Linked DNA regions of Mus musculus: regions 1, 3 and 4 are each linked to region 2. A link is a contact called in public Hi-C and promoter capture Hi-C data. All regions are on one chromosome and are shown on one strand. Each heading gives the region's core, a stretch centred on a gene start, on an enhancer-like site or on the middle of the called end of the contact. The rest is flanking DNA. Distances are from core to core; before and after follow the strand shown.

Region 1 (2,803 bases), core at 93-2,592, 1.4 Mb after region 2:
CTCAGTTCTTCAAGTCTTGACCTTCCACCTCATCTGGACTCCTTAAGTTCCTGCTGTTGATAACTGCTCAAACTTCATTAACTGTTTTAACAATGTCTTGCTTGTTGGATCACCTTCCTGTGGGCTATATTACCTTCCTTGGTGAACTTCTTAAGTTCCCTTTTGGTTTAGAAATTAAACCCAAGTACGCTAGGCAGGAGCTCTACCACTGATATTCACCCTCAGTCCCTCTTTTCTTTTTCTAAAATTTGAGAAGGGTAGCACTAAGTTGCCTAGACTGGTTTTAAGCTAGTTATGTAGTTCAGGCCTGTCCAGAGTATACCATAAAAACTGCTTTTCTGCCGGGCGTGGTGGCGCACGCCTTTAATCCCAGCACTCGGGAGGCAGAGGCAGGCGGATTTCTGAGTTCGAGGCCACCCTGGTCTACAGAGTGAGTTCCAGGACAGCCAGGGCTATACAGAGAAACCCTGTCTCGAAAAACCAAAAAAAAAAAAAAAAAAAAAAAAAAAAAAAACTGCTTTTCTTTTCTTTTTTAAAGATTTGTTATATCTAAGTACATTGTAGCTATTTTTAGACACACCAGAAGAGGGCGTCAGATCTCATTATACAGATGGTTGTGAGCCACCATGTGGTTGCTGAGATTTGAACTCAGGACCTTTTGGAGAGCAGTCTGTGCTCTTAACCATCTCTTCAGCTCTTGCTTGTCTTTTCTTTTGGAGACAATCTCTATGTAGTCCAGGTTGGCCTCGAATTCACAGCAATGCTCCTACATCTGCTCCCAAGTACTGAAATGACAAGCGTGTACCACCCCACCTGGTGCACGGTCTCTTACTGTTGATAACTGCTCAAACTTCATTAACTGTTTTAACAATATCTTGTTTGTTTGGATCAACTACCTATGGGCTATGTTCGTAAAGGGGAAGTACCTCGCCTGTTTTGGTCATAACTGTAAACTCCGGGCAGTCTGACCTGTGCAGTTTACGCTTATTATCAGTTGAAGCAAAGAATAACCAATCTACAGGGAAAAACTATCTTCCAAGGGCACAGGCTGGTCTGGAGGGCGTGGTTTGGCTGTGGGCGGGGCCTCCCGCCTAAACCTAAGGACCGGATGCCTGGGCGGGGCATCCCATAGTGGTGCTCTGGCTTCGGGGCGGAGCCAACAGGGCCACGATTTCTTGGTCAGAATTAGGGCCCTAATTTCTCCCTTAGCATTTCCTCCCCAGCGCCCTGGCTCACCCGAAGGCACCTCTTCCCACCACTCGGATCCGCTCGTACTTCTCCATCTCATTTCTCAGTTACGCTTCTGGAATCCCGGTGCGGCGCGTGCGCGGACCCTCCCATCTGGGAGCTCCTCCTCCTTGCTGTAAAACTTTTGCAGGGCGGAGCCGGCGAAACGGGGGCGTCTGTCGAGTCCGGCGTCTTTCTCTGACTTTGAACTCAACCTAGAGGCTAAGTCGTGTTTCCCCAACGAGGGATCAGAGAATAGTCGTTCTGGGTTTCTTGACGAGTCCCTCAGTGCTCAGAACCGTACCAGCCACATCGCACACGCGTGACTTGGGCATAGGTAGTTAGACTGGAGCGATAAGGCGCCCACTTATGTTGCCCGGCAAAAAAACAAGATTGTTCTTTCAGAGGTCTAATGCGAGTGGAATGCGAAGATCGATACAGTCCCCACTGTCCGGGACGAGTTGGCACTACCTCAGAAAGATAAAGGGATTCTCATGATTGGCACGTAAAGTATAAACCACCAAAACCGAGCCGGTCTGTGTGGGGAGAGGAGCGGCGTTATTTGGTGTTTGCCGAGGGAGGGACCGGGAAAACCCCAGTTGGACAAACTGATTCACCTGAAGAGTACATGACGTGGTCTCTTGGTTGTAACAACTACTGAGCACAGTGCTCTCGGTTTCTCAGAATCCGCACAAAACGCTGCCGTAGGGGGACTCGGAGCTTTACTCAAAACTTATAGCGTCGCGGTAGGGGGAAACCCAGAGAAGGTTCTATGCTTCTGTCCAGAAATAGTGGGCTGGTTGGTATCGCTGCTAGGGTTTCGACCAGGATGAATGAAATCCTGACTTCTTCATGACGCCTGCAGCTCTAAGGGAGTTATAAAATGTCAGTATTCAGGAGGTGGTCCTTAGCTAACAACGTTCCTATTTCTCAGTGGGCGAGAGAAGGGTTGTTTATTTTTTGTCCCTGCCCCGCCCCAAACTAGCCTACGTGGAGGGAACCTGTGGTCACTGGCTCAGGCCGGAGTTGGCTGGGGAAGCAAAGAGGGAGTGCTGGGGTAAAACGCTCACACAAAACATTACATCGTGCTATCACTTAGTAACCGAATGGGCCTTGAGTGACCCTGGGGACCTCTGGGAGTTAATGTGTAACCCTGGAACCATCAGGGAAGGCAGCAAATACCCAAAAGGCATAGGTGCCTGGGAGTCTGAGCTTGGGCTTTTGCCCCTCAACATCTTGAAACACCGTTCTCCTAGTCCCCACTTTTTGCCCTCGTTGTCCACTTCCACCTCCCAAAGGCACACTCCCTTCATTCAGCACCGCCTCTGGGTTGCTCCTTTTCTCCTGGTCTGCCGATCCCGCTCCGCAGAGCAACTGCCTTACTCTCTGGAGTGGAGGCGGGCTTGGATCCCGCATCACAGTGAGGACAGACTGACACCTAGTGGCCAGAAGCCGCATCTACTCCAGGCCGCTGCCCTGGAGAGAGGGTCACCCCAGCTGTCTGGGCAAATCGGCAGCCTTCCCCGCCCCAGCCTCCAAGGAGCCAGAAGAGGGTTGGGACTGTCTGAGGGAGGAC
Region 2 (3,225 bases), core at 348-2,847:
TAGAAGCAAACAGATAAACTGGTGTAGAAGCTTGGTTTCTGAACGGCTGAATGAAAGGAGCCATACTTGGAAACCCAATATGTATGTACATACGTACGTATGTATGTATGTATGCATGCATATATGTGTATGTGTGTGTGTGTGTTCATGGTGAAATTCAAATGAAAGGAGTAAACACAGGAAGGAATAATGTAAGAATGTCTCAGGACTAAAGAATATCAAGACACTGTGTCATTATATTTTGCAATCCAAGGCAGGAAGCAGAATTATATGGTGGAGTGTATCTACCCAGAGACCAAATCCCACTCCTAACGTCAGCTCAGCCACCTATTGTCTTTGAGATTTACTGATGATCCAGTTCATTTAAAAACCTCAAGCTTTCAGTTTTTCTATACATGCTTAAAGCATCTGGTACAAAGATATATTGTCAATATATTAATTGCTTTAATTATTACAGTATAGTGTTTCAAAAACCCACAGCCTAATGACTATCAATAATGACTATCATAGCAGCTACTCCTATCTACATAGTTTAAAAAGAAATTCTAGCTACGACAAGTATTTCCAAAGGGCATTTTAAATACACATTTTAAACTATAGGCATGTTTCTCTGTAATTCTATTTATCTATTTAGTCTAATGAAAAGCATAAAGTAGAATGTATTTTGAAAACATGACAGAACATAAAATTCAGTCCCTTAGATCTACTGGCTGATGGTGACAATACCATATTTCCCAGGGGCTTCATGGGACAAAAAGAGGAAATAGGCTTAAAAACTAAATAAGCAAAAGGTTAAATGAAACAAAGTGGGCCATTTCTGATCTCTGTGGATCACTGTGGACTAGGAAGGTTTTGTGTGACCTCACTTGAGTGGACCAGACTTTCAGGAATTAAATAAGCACAACTGAAGGTTTTCCTGGCGGGAGACGAACAGCAAACGTATTCATTAGAACCTTTTTTTGCTATCATTTTTAACAAAACCGATCTTGGAGTCCAGGGAAGAAGGTACAGTTATTTTCAGTATTCTGTCACCCAGTCGTCATTAAAGTCTCAATCTCAAATTGCCAGTTGGGGTCCAGGAGGAGACGACCATCCACTAAAATATCCCTGCAAGGCTGGCGCTGACAAGTCCCTCCTCACTCCTAGTTGTCTGACAGTGACCTCAACTCCAAGGTTCTGACTGCTCGTCTTCCGGGCTCTGGATATTGTTGCTCAACACCCTCCTCCCAAGAGCTCGTCCCCGCAGCCCCATCCGGAGAGCCTCACTACCCCTCACACACTTCCATCTGGAGCCTCAGGCGCCTCTTCCTCTCCATCCCGGCTCCCTCCACTCCCGGACCCAACCCCTTCCCAGGTCCGGCTCACTCCGCCCCAGCTCCTTCCCCAAGTTCCCAGGCCCAGGGCTCCTCTTGGACAACCTCATCCCAAAGTGTGGCTCATTCCGTAGCCTGGCTCTTCCCTCTGCTGCCTCCCTCAAGATCCAGCCTCATTAAGTTCACTCTGCACCCGGTGGAACCCACTCCGAGGCCTTGCCCTCACCTTCCCAGTAATTGCTGGTTCCTGCCGCCATCTTTGTTGCCCAACGTCAGTCGGGACAGGCGAGTAGAGGCCTTGAAGGCCAGAGAGTCACCTCCACGCCTTCTTCCACCCCCGAGCGCCGAGGCTGATGGGATACGCTAGCCTCCTTAGACACTGCCACCTGGTGGACAATTCGTTATTTTACAGCTTTAAGTAGCTCGTTTGAAAGCGTCGTTTAGCTGTTCTGGGTGTTCATACCACATCTTTTCAGTCTTCAGTCTTCAATTTCTTCATCTCGGATTGTTCTTTTCAGCGGGTGACTTAGAGGAGAGACACAATTTCCATTATCTCCCCTTAAATAGGATGTCTTGGGACCGGAGGTGGGGGGGTGGTGGTGGTGGTGTCAAGCTTAATGGGGCAGGTGCCTTGCCTGAATGTAAGAGGGTCTGGGTTCGACCCCCAGCATTCCATAAACAGAACATGGTAGTATATGCCTTTAATCCTAGTACTCAGAATGTGGGGATAAAAAGACCAGAAGTTCAAGGTCATCCTCAGCTACATAGAGAGTTCAAGGCTAGGTGGGGATAAATGTCTCAAGAAGAAAAAGAAAAAGAAAAAGAAAAAGTACCTTCAATCAGCATTTTCCTTTCTCAGAGCCAGTGGTTCTTTTCCTGCCCATCTTCCACTGTCCAGTATGTAAAGTTCCTTCCCTGGTTGACTTCCCTATGTCTACAGCAGAGCATCAGTCCTCTGTCCCTTGCTAACAGCTTCCATGTGCCCACAGCCTGAAGCTCACTGATGTCGTTAGACTAGCTGGCTATCCAGCCCCAGTTTTGGCTTTCCCAGTGCTGGGATTACAGACATATGATGACACGCCTGGCCTTTTCATGTTTGTCCTAGGGATCTGAACTCACATCCTAATGCATGCATGCCAAGCAATTTACTGGCTGAGTATAATATGCATTATAGTAATAAATTGTTATGTGTTGTTTAAGTCCATTGAAAAGCTGGTTGTGGACATAGGGTTGTCACCCCGTGCCCCAGTCACACACATACTTAATACCCAAGCATATTTCTTGTAAATTGTCCCAGAGACCCCCTGGCTGGGGATGGGCTACCTGGCTGGCTCTGTGAGAAAGCAATAGTGTAGCAAAATGGCCCAAAGAGTAAAAAATACCAGGTCCGGGAGGACAGAAGGAGAGTATCTGAGTTAACACACCGTGTCCTTGATCACAGCTGATCATTCCCTCTGACCTTCCTGACATAAAGATGCCCACGGTGGGAATGGTTCATTGGACATCTTACCTAAGAGAAGCCGTTCTTCCTGGAACCCTTTTTGTGGGTCAGAGAGAGGCTCCAACTAGCTGGTTTTTGCTCTCCAGGTCTCCTCCGTTGCTTTCTGCTGGATGACGTAAGTGTCTGATCTCATGAACTACTACCTCCTGCTTGCTGTCTCTTTCTTTCATTTCTGTTTGCTGTATACCTAAAAACCAAACTTGCTTGAAAATAGCACAGCGATTGCAGATCATTCTTTGTTCAGGACACTGGGCCATCTCCCCAGGTCCCTGGCTATGCATTTCTTAAACTCGATTTCCCATTGTTCTGTTTGGAGAACATCTTCTATTCTGCCTGCAGGGTGATTGACAGACTAGCGGGTGTTTCCCTGCCCGCTGCAGGTTGCTGCTGAACCTATCTGGTGAGCTTATT
Region 3 (2,829 bases), core at 316-2,815, 1.3 Mb after region 2:
AAAAAAAAAAAAAAAAAAAAAGAGGTTTAAAAAAGAGTGGATCTCCTTTGAGACCAAGGCCAACCTGGGCTACATAACTAGACCCTGCCTCAAAAAAACAAAACCACCACACTAAATGATACCAAAGAAACGGCACTTTATAAAATGGATGTGGTGGCTCGAACCTGAAATCCCCACATGCAGGAGGCTGGGGATAGTGAGCTCCAGGTTATCCTGGTCTAGAGTGAAACTCTGTCTCAATGTCACCCTGAAAGAAGCATGGACTACAGTCTGGTAGGAGACTAGGCACTGTTACTTGCAATGCAGTATCATAAGGAGAGATTGAAACATTTTGCAGTACCTTCATAGCAGCATAGGGTACCACAGTCAGAGCTGAAATTTTTCTCCAGATCTTCCACCTCCACCTCCTCAGTGTAGGGACTACAGGCATGCACCATAAGGCCTGACTTAATTTAGGATTAAACCAAGTAGATAGGGCTCAAGATCCACGTATTGGGTCTATACTGCTTGATGAGGACTTGAGGACCTGGTAATGGCTTGGCAGAAGCCAACCCATTCTTAACTTTGAGAATAGTTTGGCATTTGAGCTTACTTGATCATTAGGTTACCTAAACTCTCTAAGTCTCTTGTTTTTTTTTTTTTTCATATGTAATATGGAATCACATTAACTATTTATGAATAACTTCTTTTTCAAAATGACAACTGTATGGGAGAAAAAAAAAACACAGGCTGGGCATTGAGGACTGAGGGAGACAACTTTGCCTTGACTAATGACTGACTGTAACCAACAGAGGGTCTAGGTTCTTCACATTCCTAAAACTCTTTATGTTGCTATATTTATTTATTTGTGTGTCAGTGGGAGCTTATGGTAGTTAGGGCAAAACTGTCTGGGTCTCAGTTTCCACCATATGAGTTCCAAGGACTGAACTCAGGTTGTCAAGCAACAAGAGCCTTCGTCTGTTTCACAGACCCTCACTTTCAAACTCTTTGACAGCCTTCTCCACTCGCCTCTCCTTGGGCTCAGGTTTATTTTTTATTAAATGAGAAGTTAAACTGCTATTTCTAGAGGCAGAGGGATTTTACTTACGATACATGATTTCCACTGCTAAAACCATCAGAGGCCGGTCATGGCCAACACCTGTAATCCCAACACTTAAGAGGCTGCAGCGGGAAGATCCGAATTCCAAGCTGGTTTGGGCTACACATCAAAACATGTCATAGAACCAAACACCTGTAACTAACATAGCTGGACCCTTTACCTCTGTGCACCGACACCGCGGGGACGCTCGGAACCAACGAACTGTCAGGCTGAGAAAATCCAAGGATACGGTCCAAGGCGGAGTCCTGACCATAACGACTAGAGGCCGAGGCCAGGAGGGGACCAGAGAAAGTGGAGCCCACGACACAGGACACGCACCTCGCCTGGTTACCTAGAAGACAGCCGGGCGGAGCAAGCCATTCCCTCCCTGCATGCGAACCCACCTGTCGGGCCCCTAACAAGGCCCGAACGAGCCCAGCGCAGTACCGCCTGGGGGCAGCCATTTTGCCGCAATGCACCCTGGTACCGATCAGAAGCGCGACGCGATTGGACCGAGAAGCCCACGGACCAACGAGTGGAAGAAAGCTAGATCGGCCCAAACAGAATCTCCATTCTACAACAAGGGATACCCTAGGAGGCGGAGGGAAAGACGGTATCCAAAGGCTAAGGAAAGGCAAAATTGTGCTGTGTTTCCTGCCTGAGTATAACAGTCGTCTTGGACTCCCAAACACATCATTTCTCCTCCTGCCAAAGTTGTGTAAAGAGCTTTTAAACCATGTCTTCCTAATGACATTCCTCGGGACACCATACCGCAGAAGCTCCTCTTAGCGGCTTAAGAGGAGAAACTCTCTTATTGCTAGGAGTGGGCGTGGGCATGGGAACGGGCTCTAAGCTTCATTTCACTAGATTTTTTTCTTTTTCTTTTTTAAGTGCTTTCTAGCCTCAACCCTGCAGGATCCTTTCTTATTTCCTCTTTTGCTGTGTTTTAGCTGGGCGTGGCAGTCTTAGGGTTACTATAGCTGTGATGAAACACCATAACCAAAAGCTACTTGGGGAAGAATGGGTTTTATTTGGCTTATATGTCTAGACTCACAATCCACTGAGGGGAGACAAGGAAGGAGCTCAAACCAAGCAGAAACCTGGAGACAGGAGTAGATGCAGAGACCGTGGAGGGGGATGCTGCTTACTGGCTTACTCCTCATGGTTTGTTCAGCCTGCTTTCTTATAGCATTTAGGAACACCAGCCCAGGTGTGGCACCACTCACAATGCCTCCCATATCAACAGTTAATTAAGAAAATGCCTACAGCCCAATCTTATGGAGGCAATTTCTCAATCGAGGTTCCGTCCTCTGAGATGACACCAGCTTGTGTCAAGTTATCATAAAACTAGTCAGCACAGGTTGCTTTGTGAAGTCTGCACCTTTTTGGTGTCTAGACCTCAGTTAAAGGGTGGTTCTGTGGTAAACATTCCTGTTGAGTAGCAGACTGTATTTACCTCTCTAAATATCAACTCCTATCTATTCTCTGAGATTAAAGCTTTTTTTTTTTTTCGAGATTAAATCTCGAGGCTCTGAGATTAAATCTTACTGAAGGAAAATGAGCAGAAGAAAAAAAAAAGCAGGTAGCTGTATGTGATGGAGCGTTCCTGTAACCCCAACATTTAGGAGGTGGAGGCCAAAGGATGAGGATATTGAGGGCCAGCCTGGGATGAATACTTGTCTTAAAAAACGGGTAAGGGGGGCTGGTGAGATGGCTCAGTGGGTAAGAGCACCCGACTGCTCTTCCGAAGG
Region 4 (3,134 bases), core at 283-2,782, 1.5 Mb after region 2:
TAAAATAAGCCTGTAGTGGTGGGACACTAGGCATGGAGAGGGGCTCTAAACTCGTGGTTGAAGGGAGAGCTGTTTTTGAGACAGGGTCTACAAATGCAACCAAAACGTAAATTCCATGATCCTCCTGGCTCAGCTTCTCCATTGTTGCTATAATTGTTTTGTAACTAAAACACTGAAGACTCACAAACTGTGAGTGTTCAACAATAGAACTAAACTTTTTCTCCCCAAAATTAATTAAATTCAACGACTTCCACACATTGTAGCATACTTCAATGCTGGGGAGGGGGACCAGGCTCCTCCCTTCCTACAGGTTTATGGGCAGTTAACGGTTGCTAGGGGGGAGGGGCTCATCATGAGATCCCACCAACCCTAAGGATCGATAGTAATTCATGGTTGCTGGGGGAGGGGAACATTTTCTTTAGGGTTGTAGCCCAGGCTTCTCTGAATACTTCTTCACCCATGTACTTGTAAACCACCATAAATTAACTAATTGAGGCATACACACACACACACACACACACACACAAATTAATGAAAGTAATAAGTAATGGAGGATTCTGAAGAAGGGGAGCAGCGGGAATGGAGTGGGGCGGGATGAAAAACAAATTACCCTATGACCTTTGTATTACCGTGTCTTTTCATGTAATTATTACAGGAGACCCGCCTCCTAAAGGAAAACAGAAATCGATTCTTTCTGTAATACAGAGGAACTGCTTTACTTAAGATACTCGAGTACCTGATGTCAAACAATACACATTTCTGATTTAACAACCAATTCTAATATTTATGATAGGTCTTTGGCAAGTGTTCGAGGAAATGAATTATACAAGATGGAAGGCTCCAGGTACTTAAGTATAAACTCGCATCTTTAGAAAGGATTAAGGGACTTGCCCATATGTGGAAAAAAAACCGTATAATTACTCAACATTTTGTAAAGAGCTAACATTCAGCACAGTACACCCGCCTCATGGCTGAACTCTCGAAAGCTCAGCAGGACCCAAACGCCGGACTAATTAATCCGATCACCTGATGCCAAGTAAAGAAACCCTTAGGTCTCTCTTCTAGTCCCAATTTTTTGCGTGGCCCAGATTCCAGACGCCGCGGAGAAGATGGGATCCCAGAAAGCCTGTTGATTCAAGAGGTAACCCCAGGTCACAGGTTCCGGGTGGTACCGCGTGGAGAAAGGGCTGGAGACTCTGAGCAATCACGGTACTTTCCTGTCCTTTTCCCCCCTGGCAGATCAGGGAAAGCCAGGGCCCCCTTCCTTCCCGCAGTGGGGCACCCCAAAGCTTCTTCCCTTACGGGACCAGGCCCCAGGAGTCTGGCTCGCCACCTGCGCACCCACACACGCAACACACTCTCCAGGCTGAGCGTTACCTGCTTGAAGGCCGCTGCTTCTCCGCTACGCTAAGCTCCCACCGAAGAAAATGGAGTCGCCGATCAGAGACTGCAAAAGGATAGTCCGGACCCACCGCAAGGGCCCTCCGCAGCCGCCGCCACCACCACCACCACCGTCGCCGCTGCTGCGTTAACGTAGTACGTCACCTCCGGCTCTCTGTCACTGGGAGTGGGAGGGTCATTTCCTGCTGTCTTTTCCCCTCCGGCGTCTAGGGCTTTGGTTCCGAGTCCGCGAACGCCTAAGGAACGCAGCCGCCACAGAGCACCCAGTACAAAGTGAGGTCCCGAAGGCCTCCCGGGCCAGCGTGTTCTTTAAGCCGCTCTCGCCAAAGGAACCATAAAGATTCAGGTTAAGGAGTCTTCTCTTCCATCTTGGCGTAGTTCTACCCTCGGCTTCCGGTTCCGGGGACGGGCCTAATTTTCTTGGATGATTAGTTCTCTCGGATCTAGGATGGCTGTCTTGTCGCTTCTGTTGTTGGGTGGTTTGTGGAGCGCTGTGGGAGCGTCCAACATGGCTGTCGTTACTTGCGGCTCCGTGGTGAAGCTACTCAATACACGCCACAATGTCCGACTGCATTCTCACGACGTGCGCTATGGGTCAGGTACAGAGGGGGACTCACCGCTCTGGGTGGGCTGCCTAGGCCGGGTGAGCCTAGAAGGGGCGGGGCCTCGGAGTCTGAGGGCGTGGTCTGGGAAAGTTAGCCGTGCCCTATTTCTTGAAGAGGACGACGAGTTGCCAAGGAAACTTAGTCCTAATGTTAGTTTCTGTTTGATGAGCTGTGGGCCAAACGTGTTACATATATACTTTCCGGTTTTTAACATTGTATTGAGGACAGATACTAAAGTTATTTTCTTAGGTGAGTAAATAGACCTAGAGATATTGCTCAAAGCCAGCTAGTGAATGATGGAGACAGGGTTTAATCCAAATCTGTGCAGGTTCAAAATCTTTCAGATTCCATGGGCTGCCACTATTTTGTGCTGGAGAGAGGAGCATTTAGAGCAAGACAACATAAGCTGAATCTCAGATTTTAAATGTCACCTATTTTTAGCTCATATTTTTTGACACTCTAACTTAGCAATAACTTTCTTGTAAAGAATTTAAGCATTGACAGACATTGCAGAGGAAAGTCTGTTTTTTATCATGTGCAATTAAAATACTCACTTATTCGTGGGCTCATTCATTTGGCCTAGATTTAAAGAGCACTTTTAGTGTGTCTCGTATTGTTCTAGATACAGGAAATACAGTAGTGAATCAAACAATAAAACAAGACTAATGGGCAGGCGTGGTGGCCTAGGTCTGTAATTGTAGCACTCAAAAGGTTGAAGCAGGATTGTAACTTCAAGATCAGCCTAGCCTATATAGTGGGGGCTGTCTCAAAACAACAGAAGTTCAAAGGCTGGTAATTACTTCAGTGTTAGAGTATTTGCCGAGCATACGGAAAGCTTCTGCCCCCACACTGGAGGAAATAAAGTCATGAAGTTCGACAGGAGGTGTACTTGTGATATAATTTGAATGATTGATGATGCTATTTGCTAGAAAGGAAGTGACCTTCTAAGATGGTTAGTCTGTTCACAACTCTCAGAACCTGTCTTACCAGTTTAGTCCAGGGAGTATGTAGTCTTTACATTCCTAACCACCTCATTCAGTAAACACCTACTCAGGCTTACTACATTCTTTTTTTTTTTTTTTTTCTTTTTCTCGAGACAGGGTTTCTCTGTGTAGCCCTGGCTGTCCT

What was found. Promoter capture Hi-C pulls out the DNA fragments that hold promoters and counts their contacts. A called contact is a pair of places that touch in the nucleus more often than the background predicts.
Region 1: a Hi-C map of B cells shows a contact between it and region 2, with 6 read pairs. The contact joins the promoter of Nek8 here to the promoter of Gosr1 in region 2. A contact is called at or near these places in 1 of 39 promoter capture datasets (pre-B cells), 1 of 484 Hi-C or Micro-C datasets (B cells) and 1 of 9 other capture datasets (liver).
Region 3: a contact with region 2 is called in a Hi-C map of uterus, with 12 times the contacts expected there. The contact joins the promoter of Eral1 here to the promoter of Gosr1 in region 2. A contact is called at or near these places in 2 of 39 promoter capture datasets (the C10 cell line and pre-B cells) and 1 of 484 Hi-C or Micro-C datasets (uterus).
Region 4: a contact with region 2 is called in a promoter capture Hi-C map of pre-B cells, with 2.5 times the contacts expected there. The contact joins the promoter of Supt6 here to the promoter of Gosr1 in region 2. A contact is called at or near these places in 1 of 39 promoter capture datasets (pre-B cells) and 2 of 9 other capture datasets (adipose tissue and liver).

What each region holds. Positions count from the first base shown.
Region 1 is chr11:78,175,324-78,178,126 of GRCm38.p6, forward strand. It overlaps Nek8 (NIMA (never in mitosis gene a)-related expressed kinase 8), which reads right to left and starts at 1,343. Exons shown (of 15, transcript NM_080849.3): 1 at 1,237-1,343. The coding sequence starts at 1,283. It also overlaps a transcript of Tlcd1 not described here.
Region 2 is chr11:76,761,981-76,765,205 of GRCm38.p6, forward strand. Gosr1 (golgi SNAP receptor complex member 1) reads right to left here and starts at 1,598. Exons shown (of 9, transcript NM_016810.4): 1 at 1,540-1,598. The coding sequence starts at 1,570.
Region 3 is chr11:78,078,818-78,081,646 of GRCm38.p6, forward strand. Eral1 (Era (G-protein)-like 1 (E. coli)) reads right to left here and starts at 1,566. Exons shown (of 10, transcript NM_022313.2): 1 at 1,260-1,566. The coding sequence starts at 1,542.
Region 4 is chr11:78,244,171-78,247,304 of GRCm38.p6, forward strand. It overlaps Supt6 (SPT6, histone chaperone and transcription elongation factor), which reads right to left and starts at 1,533. Exons shown (of 37, transcript NM_009297.2): 1 at 1,378-1,533. Sdf2 (stromal cell derived factor 2) reads left to right here and starts at 1,576. Exons shown (of 3, transcript NM_009143.3): 1 at 1,576-2,000. The coding sequence starts at 1,826.